2 separate regions of the Ovis aries genome follow, and region 2 is linked to region 1. Evidence: chromatin contacts called from public Hi-C data. All regions are on one chromosome and are shown on one strand. Each heading gives the region's core, a stretch centred on a gene start, on an enhancer-like site or on the middle of the called end of the contact. The rest is flanking DNA. Distances are from core to core; before and after follow the strand shown.

Evidence for each region. Hi-C and Micro-C count contacts between places; a contact is called where the count stands out from the background.
Region 2: a contact with region 1 is called in a Hi-C map of skin fibroblasts, with 2.9 times the contacts expected there. The contact joins the promoter of CST3 here to the enhancer-like site in region 1. A contact is called at or near these places in 2 of 16 Hi-C or Micro-C datasets (skin fibroblasts and tail adipose tissue).

What each region holds. Positions count from the first base shown.
Region 1 is chr13:41,598,321-41,605,597 of ARS-UI_Ramb_v3.0, reverse strand. It overlaps NAPB (NSF attachment protein beta), which reads left to right. Exons shown (of 11, transcript XM_004014303.5): 8 at 1,098-1,202; 9 at 1,876-1,944; 10 at 2,258-2,308; 11 at 3,192-6,174. The coding sequence ends at 3,302. Among named protein-coding and RNA genes, the nearest start is that of GZF1, 12 kb to the right of the region's middle. Within about 2 kb of position 1,982, at least 10 of the 54 cell types and tissues checked have an H3K27ac peak or open chromatin away from gene starts, as enhancers often do.
Region 2 is chr13:41,746,481-41,753,716 of ARS-UI_Ramb_v3.0, reverse strand. CST3 (cystatin C) reads left to right here and starts at 2,115. Exons shown (of 3, transcript NM_001280713.1): 1 at 2,115-2,415; 2 at 4,811-4,924; 3 at 5,713-6,021. The coding sequence starts at 2,170. The coding sequence ends at 5,793.

The DNA.
Region 1 (7,277 bases), core at 733-3,232:
AGCACTTTTGTAATGGCCAGTGGAAACATTTTAGGAGGATTCCTTTAACATCTGTTAGATAATTCTAACATCTCTTCTATGTGAGAACTATTGTTTATTAGTTACCCTTTTTTTCATTCAACCTGAGTTGTTCCCTTTTCTTGGTATTATAAGTCAGTTTTACTTGAAAACTGGGTATTTTCACATTTTGTTATAGGACAGGGTCTTGTTTAAACTTCCTCTCTCAGCTGGTCTTCTTTGACACTGAAGGGGTATGACTTGTTCCTGCCAGGTGGAGGTATAGGACCAGGCTCTCTACCCGGCCTCCTGGTTCTTAGCAGGTGATGGTAAAGCCAGGTGCGCTGGGAGGCGAGGATGCCTCATTCCCTCTAGGAGAAATGGTGCAAACCCCACATGGGCTTCAAAGGCCTCTGTGGTGGGGCCACAGGCTGGCTTCTAGTTGGCTCCCTTGGCAGGAGAGTTGAGCTCTCCGGCCAGTCCCAGGAGGACAGGCGTCCCATCTCTCTCTGGCATTTGCTGCTGTGGGTGGGGTGGGCCAGAGCAGGTGTCATCTGAGCCTTCCCTGTCTTGTGCACTGCTCCTGTCCTGGCCCTCTGGCTGGAGAAAGCAGACGTCCGTCTGTTCCCTCACTCTTATTTTTTTTCTTTGCCTCACCCACTGGCATTTATGGGTTGTTGGCTTTTTCTGTTCCAAGTCAGGGGTTTATGCAAGAAAAAGCAGGCAACTCCCTGCCGTTTGCCCTGTGCCCCATGCTGGTCTGCTCCTCGCTCTGCGTTTTAGTCTCCTGATGTTAATTTTCTATAAAAGGATCAAGGCTTTTAGTTGTACTTAGTGGGAGGGACAGAAGACAGCGAGTCTATTCCATCCTCCTGGAAATGGAATTCTGAGTCGCTTTTAACAGGTTCAGCACTTTCTGTCTCAAATACTGTTTCCTGTCTAGTCACATTTCTGGTACATGACTTTGGATTAAAAGAATGGATTTCATAGCTTCTCTAACATAAGACGCAGAGAGAGCACTTGCTAAAGAGCAGGTGAGGGTCAGCGTGCTTTTTGTAGGAGAGCCAACCTTTTCACTCTGATCCCACTTTCTTGCCTAGATTGGGGCCAACACCATGGATAACCCTCTGTTGAAGTACAGTGCAAAGGATTACTTCTTTAAAGCTGCCCTCTGCCACTTCATAGTGGATGAGCTGAACGCCAAGGTGAGGCGCCCTGAGGCCCAGCTTCTGATGTGCTTCATTCATCCTGAACGCGGGTGCTCAGCCGTCATCCAGAGCAAAACTGCGCTGTATCCATGAAAAACAAGACAGGGATGAATCCCTGACCCCATCCTGGCTGTCCTGCGGCCGCTGGAATCCCAGCTGTCAAGGCTCTTAAGTTAAAGCAACCCAGGGGCCACACCTCGTTCAGTAGTTTGGTTTAAAGAAATCAGGGGGCTGAGGGGAGATAGGAAAAGTAGAATCATGTCTTTTTTAAAACTCAGAAGTGGAGTTGGAGTGAGAATTGGGAGAAGTGAAAAGCAGAGTGAAGGCTGGAGGCAGAGGCGAGGACAGGGTTGGGGTTTGGGCCCTGGCGCCTGGGCACAGCATCCGTCCAGTGCATGAGAGCAGACGCCTGCCCTGGGAGGTTTGACGATGACATCTGTCTCGTGTGGTCTTCTCCACAGCAGCCTCTTTCAGAAAAACTGGTTTAGAAGTTTATTTTTAACTGAAATTGAAATTAAAAATAAGTAGATTTGATCAGTTCAGGTTGCTTTTGATGTTGAGTGTAACAGTTAAACAGGATGTAAATAAATTGTGTTGATGTTAATAGAACGTCAAAGCTTCATTTTCTGGTTCAGTGACTCAGATGTTAACAAGTCGTTTTCTTCCTCAGCTTGCTCTTGAGAAATACGAGGAAATGTTTCCAGCATTCACTGACTCTAGAGAATGCAAATTACTGAAAGTGAGTAAGTGGGATTGGAATCTAGCAACATTTTAACCCTGTGAAGTCGTGAGTCCTGCTCTCGCACGCTAGGCCTCAGATGCCGTTAGGGTTGGGTGCACACCATGCTCTGAATTGGGCGGATCAGAAATGTTAGCACAAGCCTGGATCCCTGACCTGGGTGCCTCTTGTATTGGATAACTTCCCCATTTTTGTAAGTCATTTGGCAGCATCAGTTAGTGTAGTATGAAGGCTGTTTCTCTGTTTAAAGTATTCACTCATAGATGGAACTTTTTAGCCAACCAAGATAATTTTTCTGTATTTATATTCCCAGAAACTTCTAGAAGCTCATGAAGAACAGAACAGTGAAGCTTACACAGAAGCAGTAAGTTCCCCTTTGGGATTTAGTGTGTTCTCTGAAAGTTGACATTGTAGATACAACTTCTCTTTTTCATTGTGTAAATGCTAAACACCTATTTGGACATTATTGTGCTATATCTGTGTTGTTTTCCAAAAGAAATGTTTTTAGATTCCACCAACCTTCAAAATTAAGACAGTCTATGAGCTCTGCTGACTTTAGCTGCAAGGCAAATATATATCACATACAGTTATGATTTATTTGGGTATTTTCTATGGAAAATCTGATCCATAAATAAGTGTGAAGTAATATCAGTTAAATCAGTTAAATTTAAAACATAAAAATAAAGCAGTGAGAGTTTGTTATTTCTTGGCATAAAATGGAAAAAAATTTTTTAACATTCACCAATTTCCTGTTTTCCCATATTTTTCCATCTTACGTTTAGAATCAAAGTGAATTTCTTAGTGCCTTTCAGTAATTCATTCAACCTGGCTTTGAAGCCATGGTGGGAGGGCGAGTTTCCCCCTTTAACTTTTGCTACAAAACCATTTTCACCCTGTGAAAGTCCATTCTTTAATGACTCATGGAAGTGAGTTGAAGGAATTTTTCCTTTTGGTCTCTCTCTGCAACTGTGTTTTGTGTTCATTGGAGACTGGAGCCACATTAATTTTCCACATCCCTTTGTCCTTATACAAAGTCTTACGTCCTTTGTCATGTTAAACGTGCTCTTTGTCCAGTTACAAAGGCTGCTGTGGATTTTTGCCACAGCATGTTAGCATAAGAGCAATGTAAAAAGCTCTTAATGAAGAAAGTTGTAAACTAGAATGAATGATTTTAGAGTTAGTATGGTGTAATTCTGTGTTTGACTGTGTTTCTGTGGACCATTTTCTGCTTCTCTTCCCTTCACCAGGTGAAGGAGTTTGACTCCATCTCCCGCCTGGACCAGTGGCTCACGACCATGCTGCTGCGCATCAAGAAATCCATCCAGGGGGACGGGGAGGGGGACGGAGACCTCAAGTGAGGCACAGTGTCCCTGCGGCATGCTGCCGAGTCCTTGTTCATTTTGCGTTAGGGCCAGTGATCATTGTGGGATGCCCATTCAACGGCTTCATTTCGTTGCACATGAGCCTGACGATGTGTGTGTGTGTGTGTTTAAGCCGCCGCGTGTGTCACCGTGCTGTGGGCGGGTGGGCCGCTCTTATGCGTATTGTGCGTGTGTGACGGGCTGCCTCCCGCTTGTCAGAGTCCCCAGAGTTTTCCAAGAACTGCTCCAGAATCTTCCTCCTTGGTATTTCAGTATGTGCAGAGCTTGTGTTTCATTTTGCCATGTTTTTATGTCCCTTTCCCTGGACTTGGTACCCAACCCAGTTGTTGTAATAGATGCTTTGCATGTTCTCTGTGAACCTGCACCTTGGTGGATTCTCTAAACGTGTTTGTTTAGTGTAGGATGGTTGTTCGGAATGCATTTATGACTTTCCTCATTAGAATTATTTATCCTTTTTGTTATCTCGTGATTCTTTTGATGGTGCCAGTGACCCGTTTCCCTGCTCTTGTGTATTGTTCTGTAGCTGATGTGCACGTGAGAATTCAGGTCAGCCAGGCCTGCTGGGTGCTTGCAGTGGGGATGAGGGAGCTTCCTGACACAGCCTGCTCATGTGTGTGGCCGTGTGGAGGTGAACCTGAGCTCATAAGTGCACTGTGCGTGAGATCTAGGAGAGACAGGTGTCTTCCTTTCCTGGAGGGAGTGTCCACTTCTAGTTGGGGCAGGACCCTTGCTTCACCTTCACAGAAAGGTGTTTGAACTGGCATATCCCTTTCCTTTCATGTTCACACACTTTGAGAGGGCACCCCGTGTGCCCCCTTGTGTACATCCTCACCAGAGCTGGGAGGTTAGCTCAGTCGAAGCTTGTATGTTACTCATTTTCATTTTTAATTGTCTGCCATTCATTTTATCTGTTAATTGGACACGATGGGCTTGGTGGGCTGAGTACAGTATAGTTTACTGCACCATCAGGAAAGAGCCCCAGTGAGCTTCTGAGGGGACCTGTCCTTAGCTGATGGATTGTTTTATCTGGTGTATTTGAATTCTATCCTATTGTTTTGACTTATATATGTGTGCTATTGACCTGTGAACTTAATCCCTGCCCTTGATGTTACGTGCTAATAACCTTGTGCTTTAGACGTGCTCTTGTTTCCTGAATCTCTTCTAAGTGATTTGTTTGATGTGCATTTATTGCTAGGTAATGGCAGTGTTGACAGATAAATGGGATTTCCTATGTCCTGTCAGATGTTAACTGGTATTTGAAAGGTGTTGAATTTTTGGATGGCCAGCAACTGGGATTCAAAGGTGCTGTTGGGCAGAAATAGAGAGTGGGTCTAGGTTGAGGGCTGAGCTGGGAGGAAGGTTTGGGGATGGGGAACAAGTCCGACTAGGAGGGAGGAGAAAGTGGCAGAAAGGAGGCTGAGAAGGACCAGCGGAGGCCTGATCATGGAGCAGCCCTGTGGGCAGCTGTGAGGATTCGGTGGCTGTAGTTGTGGAGTCATCTATGTGGCCTGGGCTGGTGGAGAGGAGGGGCAGTGGTGGCTCTATCCCAGCCCACAGGGCAGTCGCAGTGGACCAGGAGACATGGGGTACTCTGACCTTGGACCCTGGTATCCAGTGAGGATTCCTTCTTTCCTTCAAAGGTCTGGGATCCTTAAAAGAAAGCTGGCTGTTGGTTATGGTCCATTTTGGAACAGAGCCTGCTTAGTACTTCTTCACTTTCTATCAGAACCTTTTAAGAAAAACACACTTAGAGAAGTGGGGTTTTGTTGCTCTACGTGATTCAGTGCCCAGCCTGTCAGAAGCACACGGGTGAGATGAGCGTGTGTCTGCCGGCTGCAGGCCTGCCTACCCAGGGGTCGGTAACCCTCCCTGCCAGTCATGCACTTTTGTCGCCGGTCTGGAAAGTCTGCTTCCACTTGTTAAGGAAACTTGTGGTCTGACCACGTAAAGGAAAAACCAAATGACGTTTGTTTATTAGCTTTTTATCCTGATCCCCTGACAGACCCCTGTCTGAAGATCTGTGGTTTTGAGAAATACTGTTGGCACCATTTTCAGTCCCTGGGATGGGAAGATCCCCTGGAGAAAGGACAGCCACCTACTGCAGTATTCTGGCCTGGAGAATCCTATGGACTGTATCGTCCACGGGGTCGAAGGGTTGGGACACGCCTGAGCCACCCTCACTTTTATCACATCAGAGTTGGTATGTTGAACACTAGGACCAGTGCCTGAGTTAAGATGCTTTTGTTTTTAATATTTCACATGAAAAAGTAAAAAATAATTGTAATGGCTAGAACAGACCACTAGAACATAAAAGTGAGAAGAAAAACATCCCAGGAACAGCTCCAGGCTTCCTCCCTAGAAACATTCCATCAGAGTGGGCAGTGCTGTGACTCATAGCGGTGACTTCCAGCATTTATAAATCGTTATTTATGAACAAAATATAATGACTATGTTACAGTCTTCATATTTTAGCAAGTCACGTTTAGTTCATTGTTAAGAGTTAAAATTTCTTATGGGAAAGCTTTGCTTTTTGTGGCAACGTTTTTCTAGCTTGTGTGAACTTCTTTTTTACTGAATGATTTGGAAGCAGTGTCCTTGCACAGCCGTGACCGCGTGCGACAGTGCCCCTGTAACCACAGCGTGTGCGTTTCTTGTTTCCTCTGACACCATGTGTTTCAGATGCCCAGAGTCAACCCCCAGGGCTTCTGCGGCGGGCCTGGGCCTCTCTTCCCTGGGGCTGTCGGGGAGGGTGTATTATGAAAACTCACCCTGGATGATAAATCCACCTTCACAGAGTCTGTGTATTTTGTGTGAACCTGTACAGTAAATAAAGTCCCAGTTATGAGCACCGTGGTGTGTCTTTCCTGGCTGGTTTGCACAGGTCAGGGCTGGCTTCTCATTCTGGAAGGTGTCCCCGGGCAGTGGGCATGGCTGTCCGGGCTCTGTGAAGACCCATCCTGTCTGTTGGTGCCACTGCTGGTCTGCCGAGGGCTCTGCAGTCTCCACATTCCCATCCTTGCTGCTGCCAGGTCAGGGAGCTCCGACAAGGTTCAGGGAGGGGCGGCGCCTTGGTGGCAGAGGCCAACATTCAGTCTGTCTTGGCGGAGCCACGTTGACTTGGTGCTCAGTGCCTTGGTCAGGTCCCTCAAAGATCATTCGAGGCAAACTCACAATGAATAGACTAACACGTGATCCCATGTAGGAGCTCTGCCCCGTCGTTGATCCTCAAGGTAAGTTTCTTATTCAGATGCCTCTCTTAGAATCTTTGTTTCCTAACAGAAGCCCTTGTGGTGGGTTTGGCCAGCCTCGGGGAGGGTCCCATAGCCCCTTGCCGGTGGAGGGAAGTGGGCAGTTGCTAGGCGTCAGCTGGGTCTGACTGATATGCCACCTGGCCCTGTGCCTGTACCCTCCTGCCTGCCTTGGTGCTTGTGGACAAATCGCCTTTCACCTTAAGCAACAGGAACACCATCAAGTTAAGGGGACAGGCACTCTTTTGGTCTCAAAAAATGTCCTTGCTGTGGCAAGGTACGTGACATGCCAGTTAAGAGTTTAAATTACAACTCACACTCACATTGGTCAGTTTAGGTGACTGTCTTCAGTAAAACCACGTATCTGTGAAGGTCATCTTTAAGAAAGGTCTTTCCTTACCACCTGGTCAAATTTATTTTCAAAGTCTGTACAACAAATTTTGGGTAAAAGCAGAGGCAGGGGAGCTCTGGAGTTTGGGCTGACTGCATCTTCCACATGAAGGCTAGGTGCAAAATGGCCCCTTTGGGTAGCATGTCCAGAGGGTCTGGGGCTGACACTGACCTGGCAACACAGCACCTACATGGGGAGAAACGGAGATGTCCCCAGATCCTGAGATGCACCTTCAGCAGTTTAGGAAGCAGCCCTCCCCTCCCTTCCGCTCCCCAGAAGCAGACAGACAAGTGACTGTAGACAGAGGAGGCT
Region 2 (7,236 bases), core at 866-3,365, 150 kb before region 1:
CAGGCTAATGGAAGTGTTCTAGAGCTTGGAGGGGAGGTAATACCAATGTATGTATTTGCTAAAATTCCTGTCTGGACACATAAAATAAGGCATTTATTGTGTGTGCGTCATACCTCATTAAAGTTGATTTTTTAAGAATCAAGCAAGTTTTCTAAGCAGTGGACAGAGGACCAGAGCCAGTGATGTGCCTTTCTGAGGAGAGGAGCAAGATCAGTCCCAGGCTTCCATCCATTCCCTCAGGGACTATCCCTCCCACACCCACAAGGTAGGGGTTCCCCCACCCACAGTTTAGGGTGCACCCAGCTGTCAGGGTGAAATTCCGGGTCATACCCCTTCCCTGCCTAAACACCAGCATTCTCTTGTCCCTAGAGCAGGGTGGCCCAGCCTCACCCCAGGGCCTTTGCACTGGCTCTTCCTTTGCCTGAAGTGCTCTTCCTCTGTGTCGGCAGGACTTCTTGCCCTTTAGGTAGGTTTCAGCCCAAATGTCTGTCCTCTCAGAGGCCTCCTGACCAGCATCCAGAGGCACCCATGTCTATTTCACCCTTCACTTCCAACACAAGCCCCCATCACCCCTTGATCTTAATCACTGATCACTGACCCCATCCCCACCCCACCCCTCTAAAGCTGGGCCCTACTGGCCTTGACATCTGCTCCAAGGGTAAAAGGTACACACACAGAAGAGTGTAAAAGTTGTCATTCACAATTGCTTGTATATGCTGAAATAACATTTTGGATATACTGACTTAAATAAAAAGCAATATTATACATTTTTTCTTTTTACATTTAAAAAATGTGTTCATTTATAATTGGAGGCTAATTACAATGTTGTAGTGATTTTTGCCATACACTGACATGAATCAGCCATGGAAGTACATGTGTCCCCCATCCTGAACCCCCCTCCCACCTCCCTCCCCATCCCATCCCTCACAGTTGTCCCAGTGCACCGGCTCTGAGCGCCCTGTTTCACGCATCAAACTTGGACTGGCGATCTATTTCACATATGGTAATATACCTGTTTCAATGCTATTCTCTCAAATCATCCCACCCTCTCCTTCTGCTACAGAGTCCAAAAGTCTGTTCTTCATATCTGTGTCTCTTTTGCTGTCTCGCATATAGGGTCGTCCGTTACCATCTTACACTTTTTAATGTGTCTCCTAGAAAATGTAGTTATGCACGGGTTCGCATTACCCCTCGGTCAAGCGGGGGCTCTACCGCCTCAAGAGTCCCCCGCCCCCAGCTACAGGCCCCAGACACCCTGGCCAGGGAGAAGCCCCAGAAAGGTGTGCGGTTGAATAAGTAAACGAGTTGTGAGAAAAAGAACCCGATGAGCTTCTATGGGGAAGAACTTCCCGGGACAGGGCGCAACCAAGGTCTTCCTCCCGCTGCCTCGGAAACCTCCGCCGTGCTCTCTGTGGACTCCCAGACGCGGAGCAGGCGCCCGGACGGCCAGGAGGCCGAGACGCCCTCTCAGGCCAGGAGACAGAGTTCGGGTGCATAAGCTTCGCCGGCCCGGAGCGGGGACACCCTCTGAAAGACCGCGGTGAGCCGGCTCGAGGAGCGCCGGGGAACAAGATCAGGACTCTGGGACAGACTAGGGGAGGATGGGGAGCCACGGGAGGAGGGCAGGGCTGGGGAGGAGCGGGCTCGGTCGGGCGGACCGAGAACCCGGGGCGGGGGTGGGGTGGGGGGGTAGGGCTAGGGTGGAGGCCGTGGGCGGGGCAACTGGGCGGAAGAGGTGGGCCAAGTGGGAGGGGGCAGCGCGGGTGGGGACCACGGGAGGAGGACGGGACTGGGGGAGTGGGCGGGGTCGGGCGGACCGAGCATCCCGGGGGGGGCAACGGGGCGGAAGAGGCGGGGCCAAGCGGGAGCTGGCGAGGCTGTCCCCCACAGCCCAGGCGTAAAGGCCCTGCGGCCGGCGGGGAGGCTGGGGACCAAGGGAGGAGAGTGGGACTGGGAGAGAGTGGGCGGGGTCAGGAGGACGGTGACTCCGGGAGGGGCGGGGCTAGGGCGAAGGACATGGGCCGGGCAACGGGGCGGAAGAGGCGAGGCCAAGTGGAAGGGGGCGGGGCGGTCCACCACGGCCGGGTCATAAAGGCGCCGGGGCCCGCCGGGCGATGCTAGCATCCACGGATCGCCCCTCGACTGCAGTCTGTTTGCATCTGAGAGACCATGGTGGGCTCCCCGCGCGCCCCGCTGCTCCTGCTGGCCGCCCTGATCGTCTCCCTGGCCCTGGCCTTGAGCCCTGTGGCCGCGCAGGGCCCTAGAAAGGGTCGCCTACTGGGCGGCCTGATGGAGGCGGACGTCAACGAGGAGGGCGTGCAGGAGGCGCTGTCCTTTGCGGTCAGCGAGTTCAACAAGCGAAGCAACGACGCTTACCAGAGCCGCGCGATGCGCGTGGTGCGCGCCCGCAAGCAGGTGCGTCCGACGGGGCAGGGTGCGGAGATCAGGGGCCCCAGGTCAGGCCTCAGGGTAGGGGCGCGGGGACTCTGCCCAAGCCCGGTCCCCGGAGGGCGAGGCCTGCGCGCAGTCCCCAGCCCCGCCCGAGGGCCCCCCGAGCTCGCTCGGGAGGGCAGCCCCCAGCCCCTAGAGGCCCCGGGAATCGGCAAGGATGCAATTGCGCTTCTCACCCGGGCGTGGCCCCCGGCCTTTCCCGGCGCCTGCAGCCCTTCGCGGGACTGGCCAGCTTGCTAGGTAAGCTCTGGGGTCACTGGGTCCCGAGGCTCATCGTGAGCTGTCAATTAAATGACCACAGACGAAGGAAACTCACACCTGACTGCCCACTGAGTGATTCTTTAAGCACCTTTTCCTTTTAGCTGTTTATTTTGACGCAATTTCAGACTTACAGAGCAGTTTCAGAAACAGTACCTAGCATAGAATCACTGTAGATTCTTCACCCAGATGCCCTGTTGAAAGTTGCCATATTTGCGTGATCCATCTCTTCCCTACGTACCTGTGTGTAGGGATGTACCTATATGCATTTATTTTATGAAGTTTTTGAAAGTGAACACTTCTGTGTATATTTCGTAAAAGCAAGCCTTTTCTTCCGTAACCACAATACAATTTTGAAAATCAGATATCAACCCTGACGCTTTGATACACAGGTCTTATTCAGATGTCACTGACACCCCACTATGTCCGTTACAGCCAGGGATATTCCTGGGCCCCCCACCTCAGCCTCTGTCCTGTGATCTCCTTTACTCTGGGGCAGCTGCCGGTCTGTCTCATGACCTTGGCGTTGCTTCTGGCCAGTCACGGCTCCTGGGTTTGGCTTGATGTTTCCTCGAACTGAGCCTTGAGTCACACAGAAGAGGCGAGTTCCTCTGAGCTTCCTCTCCGCAGGTGCCACTGAACACACCTGGCCTCCCGTGGTCCTCTCATCATCACGCAGTGACCTGGGGGTCAGACACACCAAACAGCCTCCTTGCAGGGGGCCTGGCTGCTCTCCAGAGAACCTGGAGGTTATCAGCAAACAGACAAGTTCATGAGTGGGCCCTGTGGTCTCAGGTGTGTCCCACGGCAGGGGGCCTGGCCTAAGGAAACAGGCTCGTGGACTGTGGTTCATCCACATGTCATGTCCATAGGAGCAGCCTCTGGGCTGTGACGTCACACCCCCACCCTGAGATGGGCACACCGTTGCTGACAGCCTGACCTCTGCCTGGCTTTCTGGCCAGAGAGGAGCCTGTTGTCAGAGTTGGGAAGAGGGCTGGAGGGAGAATCAGGAAGGGCTACAGGGCTTTGCACTGGTCCTTGAAAGAAGGCTAGAGTTGAGACCATCTGGCCTGTGTCCCCTTGGAGAGTGGGATGCAGCCACACAAGCAGCAGCAGTGTCGTCCTGCCTGCCAGCCTCAGGGCTTCCTGCTCCCTTCTCCCGAAACCACAGGAGATGAGTCAGGGCCACAGCCATCTCTCCTCCCGTGGCAGTGGGCTGGTGCCGTTCCCTTTGAATGGGACTGCTCTCCTCACTTGCCAGGTCCCTGCCCCCCAGCCTGCTCCTCTCCAGGGTGACACTAGCTCCTTGGCCATATGGGAAAGTGACAGCAGAAAGGGATTGTGGTTCCACCAGGTGGGACTTGGAGCCGGGTCCCTGCCCCTCATGCTTCTGCAAGTTCTAACCAGGCACGTCTCGAGTGCCCTTGTGAGGCTAGAGTTCACATCTCTCCTGTAACCTCAAGTGTAAAAGACCCAGAGGATGTGCCACACTGTCAGAAGTCACACTTAAGAGGAAGGCATGCCAGGCAGTCTTCTGTTGGCCTGAACATCTGTGAATGTGAAGCTCTTGGTTTCCCCTCTCCGAGAGGGAGTGAATAAACCTGGACTACATACAGGGAATGGGATGCCATGGGCTCCACGGTGGGGACTGAAGTTCCACTAAAGTGGAGTCACTGGCAGCAGCCTTCCTGTGGGTGCGGCGTGGGCTATGGCCGCGGCGTGGGCTATGGCCGCACCTTGTGCTCAGGCCCCGCCCTGGCCCGGGGCGCTGGTCGGTTGCTTGTCCGCACCCTGGCTGCCTCCTCAAAGCTGTGCCTTCTGTTCCTGGACCTGGTCAGCATATTGGCCTGTGGATTCCCCTTTCTGGGTCCCTGTGGGAGACGCCTGGTTGGAGCAGCTGGTAAAGAAGTTCCAGGGAGGGCCTGGGATACAGGGGCTGTCAAGAAGCCACTGTGCTTCCAGGGTGCGGCCCTGGCAACTTGTGACCGTGGACTTGGGGTGTGTTGGGAGGAAGGTAACCATGTGTGTGTGTGTGTACGCGTGCGTGCACATGTTCACGGTCACAGAGTGTGCTAACTGTGTCTGCTCTCTGCATGTCCAGGTTGTGTCGGGGATGAACTACTTCTTGGACGTGAAGCTTGGCCGGACTACATGTACCAAGTCCCAGACCAACTTAGACAGCTGTCCCTTCCATGACCAGCCGCACCTGAAGAGGGTATGTGCCTGCTGGTAGCAGGGTTGGGGGTACCCTTGGGGACACGTCACAGCTGTGGCTGGGGATGTGATGGGGAAGGGTGCATGTGTGCACATGACTGCTGTGTGTCTATAGGGGGTTTCCACCGGGGAATTGGGGCACCACATGCTTTAGGGGTTGTTGCCTGCCAGATGGAGGACACAGCTGGGGGTATTTGCTGGGGAGCAAGAAAGGGCCCTTTAATCCCATCCTTGTCCCCCACCCCTACCCCAGATTAGTAGGCTTTAGAGGATTGTAAGGGCCTCCCAGGTGGCACCAGTGGAAAAGAACCCACCTGCCAATGCAGGAGACATAAAAGATGGGGGTTCGGTCCATGGGTCAGGAAGATGCCCTGGAGGAGACCATGGCCACCAGTATTCTTGCCTGGAGAATCCCGGGACAGGAGAGCCTGACAGGCTATAATCCATAGGGTCACAAGGAGTTGGACACAACTGACGCAGCTTAACACGTATGCACACAGAGGCCTGAACCGTGCTGAAACCCTAAGATGCTGCCCACTCACCAAAGCCCAGGCTCTCCCGGGGGCTTGGCTGGTTCTCGGGGGTCTTGGCCTCAGGGAGGGCTGCACTCCTTGGTCACCCTTCCCAGGCCCCACCTCTGCAGGGGTTTCCTGGACCTGTATCCCGGCCCCTGGGTCCTCCCTCTGGACCTGTCTCAGTGCCAGTGCTCTGGGGAGGGGGGCTGGAGGGGCGTGCACCTCAGTCTTTAACTGTAACCCTGACCCACTGTTCCCCTCTTTCCTTTCACAGGAAAAGCTGTGCTCCTTCCAGGTTTACGTCGTCCCGTGGATGAACACCATCAACCTGGTGAAGTTTAGCTGCCAGGATTAATAGGGGACTGGGTGTCAGGCAGGCCACTGACCGCCTCTCACTCACGCCCCTGCAGAGCGCCCACACCTGCGGTGGGTGACTGCCTACTGGTCGTGCCCTCCCCATGCTGCCCCCGCAGACACAGGCTCCTTGGGCATTTTCTGATCTGCCAGGGGTCTCTAACTTGTGTCTTTCTTCTAATTGCTTTCCAAGTGCACGGTGCTCTGCTATTTTACTCAATAAAAAAGTTAACAGCAGCTACTCATTGAGTTGCTCACTGTCTCAGAAGGTTGAGAAGGAAGGGTCGATGCTGTTACTTTACTCCTCTCACTGGCTCTGAGGGCAGGCAGGGGGCGGGGAGCGGACGCGGCTGGGAGCTGGACCTTCAGCTTTGGTGACTTCTGATGGTCAGACGGGAGCGCAGAGGACCTGAGCTGCTGACCCCAGAAACTTGGCTGCTGTGTCTGCACAATGTCGGACCATCCGCCGGGGCTGGACAGGAGGGCAGGCAGTGTGATGGAGTCCGAGGCATGGGACGCCCTCTGAGGAGCTGCACGCGTGCTGAGCTGATCAGACGGCTGGGATGACTCACTGGTCATGTTCCCTGGAAGCGAAATTAGGAACGGCTTATGTCATCCTCTTTCCACAAACAACTCTGGGCACCTACCAAAAGACAAAAACTAAAAATATGTGTAACTGATGCAAACGGGGTAGGGGGAGTACCCATCAGAATCCAGGTCAGTCAAGGTCGGAATTGAGAGGGAACTAGGAGAGCTTCCAGGATACGTTTCAGGAGCTGTGGCATCTATAGGGATTTTACTCATTCACACCCCTCCCGCCCTTCTCTGGGCTTCCAGGTGAAATGAGTCTTAGCACAGCTTGCCACGGAAGGCGTACAGAACTTAAGACGCACAGTGGACTTTCTTTTCCTAAGGAGTGTTTAATCAGTAGGAGATGGCACCTGTCAGTGTCACCATCACTGGGCAGCAGAATGGATATTTAGTGCCCCCAGCTGGGAATGGCCCAGTCCTGCTCCCCGCCCCCGGCACTGCCCTCGTGTTGACCATTCACCCCAAGGGTGACGCTTCACAGGCTGCTCTCCCAGAGGCTGTTTCCAGACACTCGCCACACTCAGGGCAGCATTGACCAGCCCTCCTGTTGTGCCGTGGTGTCCACAGAAGGCAAAGTGACAAACAGGACTCACACAGGTGGCTCTGAGGCCAGCACCCTAGATGCCATGGTGCACCTGCAGAACTTGAACTGGGATGCCAGGAAAAGGGTGGGAACTGTGCCCTCCCACCTGCTGCTCCCTGACTCACAGGGCCCCGAGGGCCTCCCCTGTCTCTATCTTCATGCAGTGCATAGCAGAGCTTTCTCACCCCAGATGGGACTTAACAAAAGGGCTTTGGAATTCGAGGAGTGAGAGGTTGCCCACAGGCCTTGCACTGGCTGGATCTGGACCTG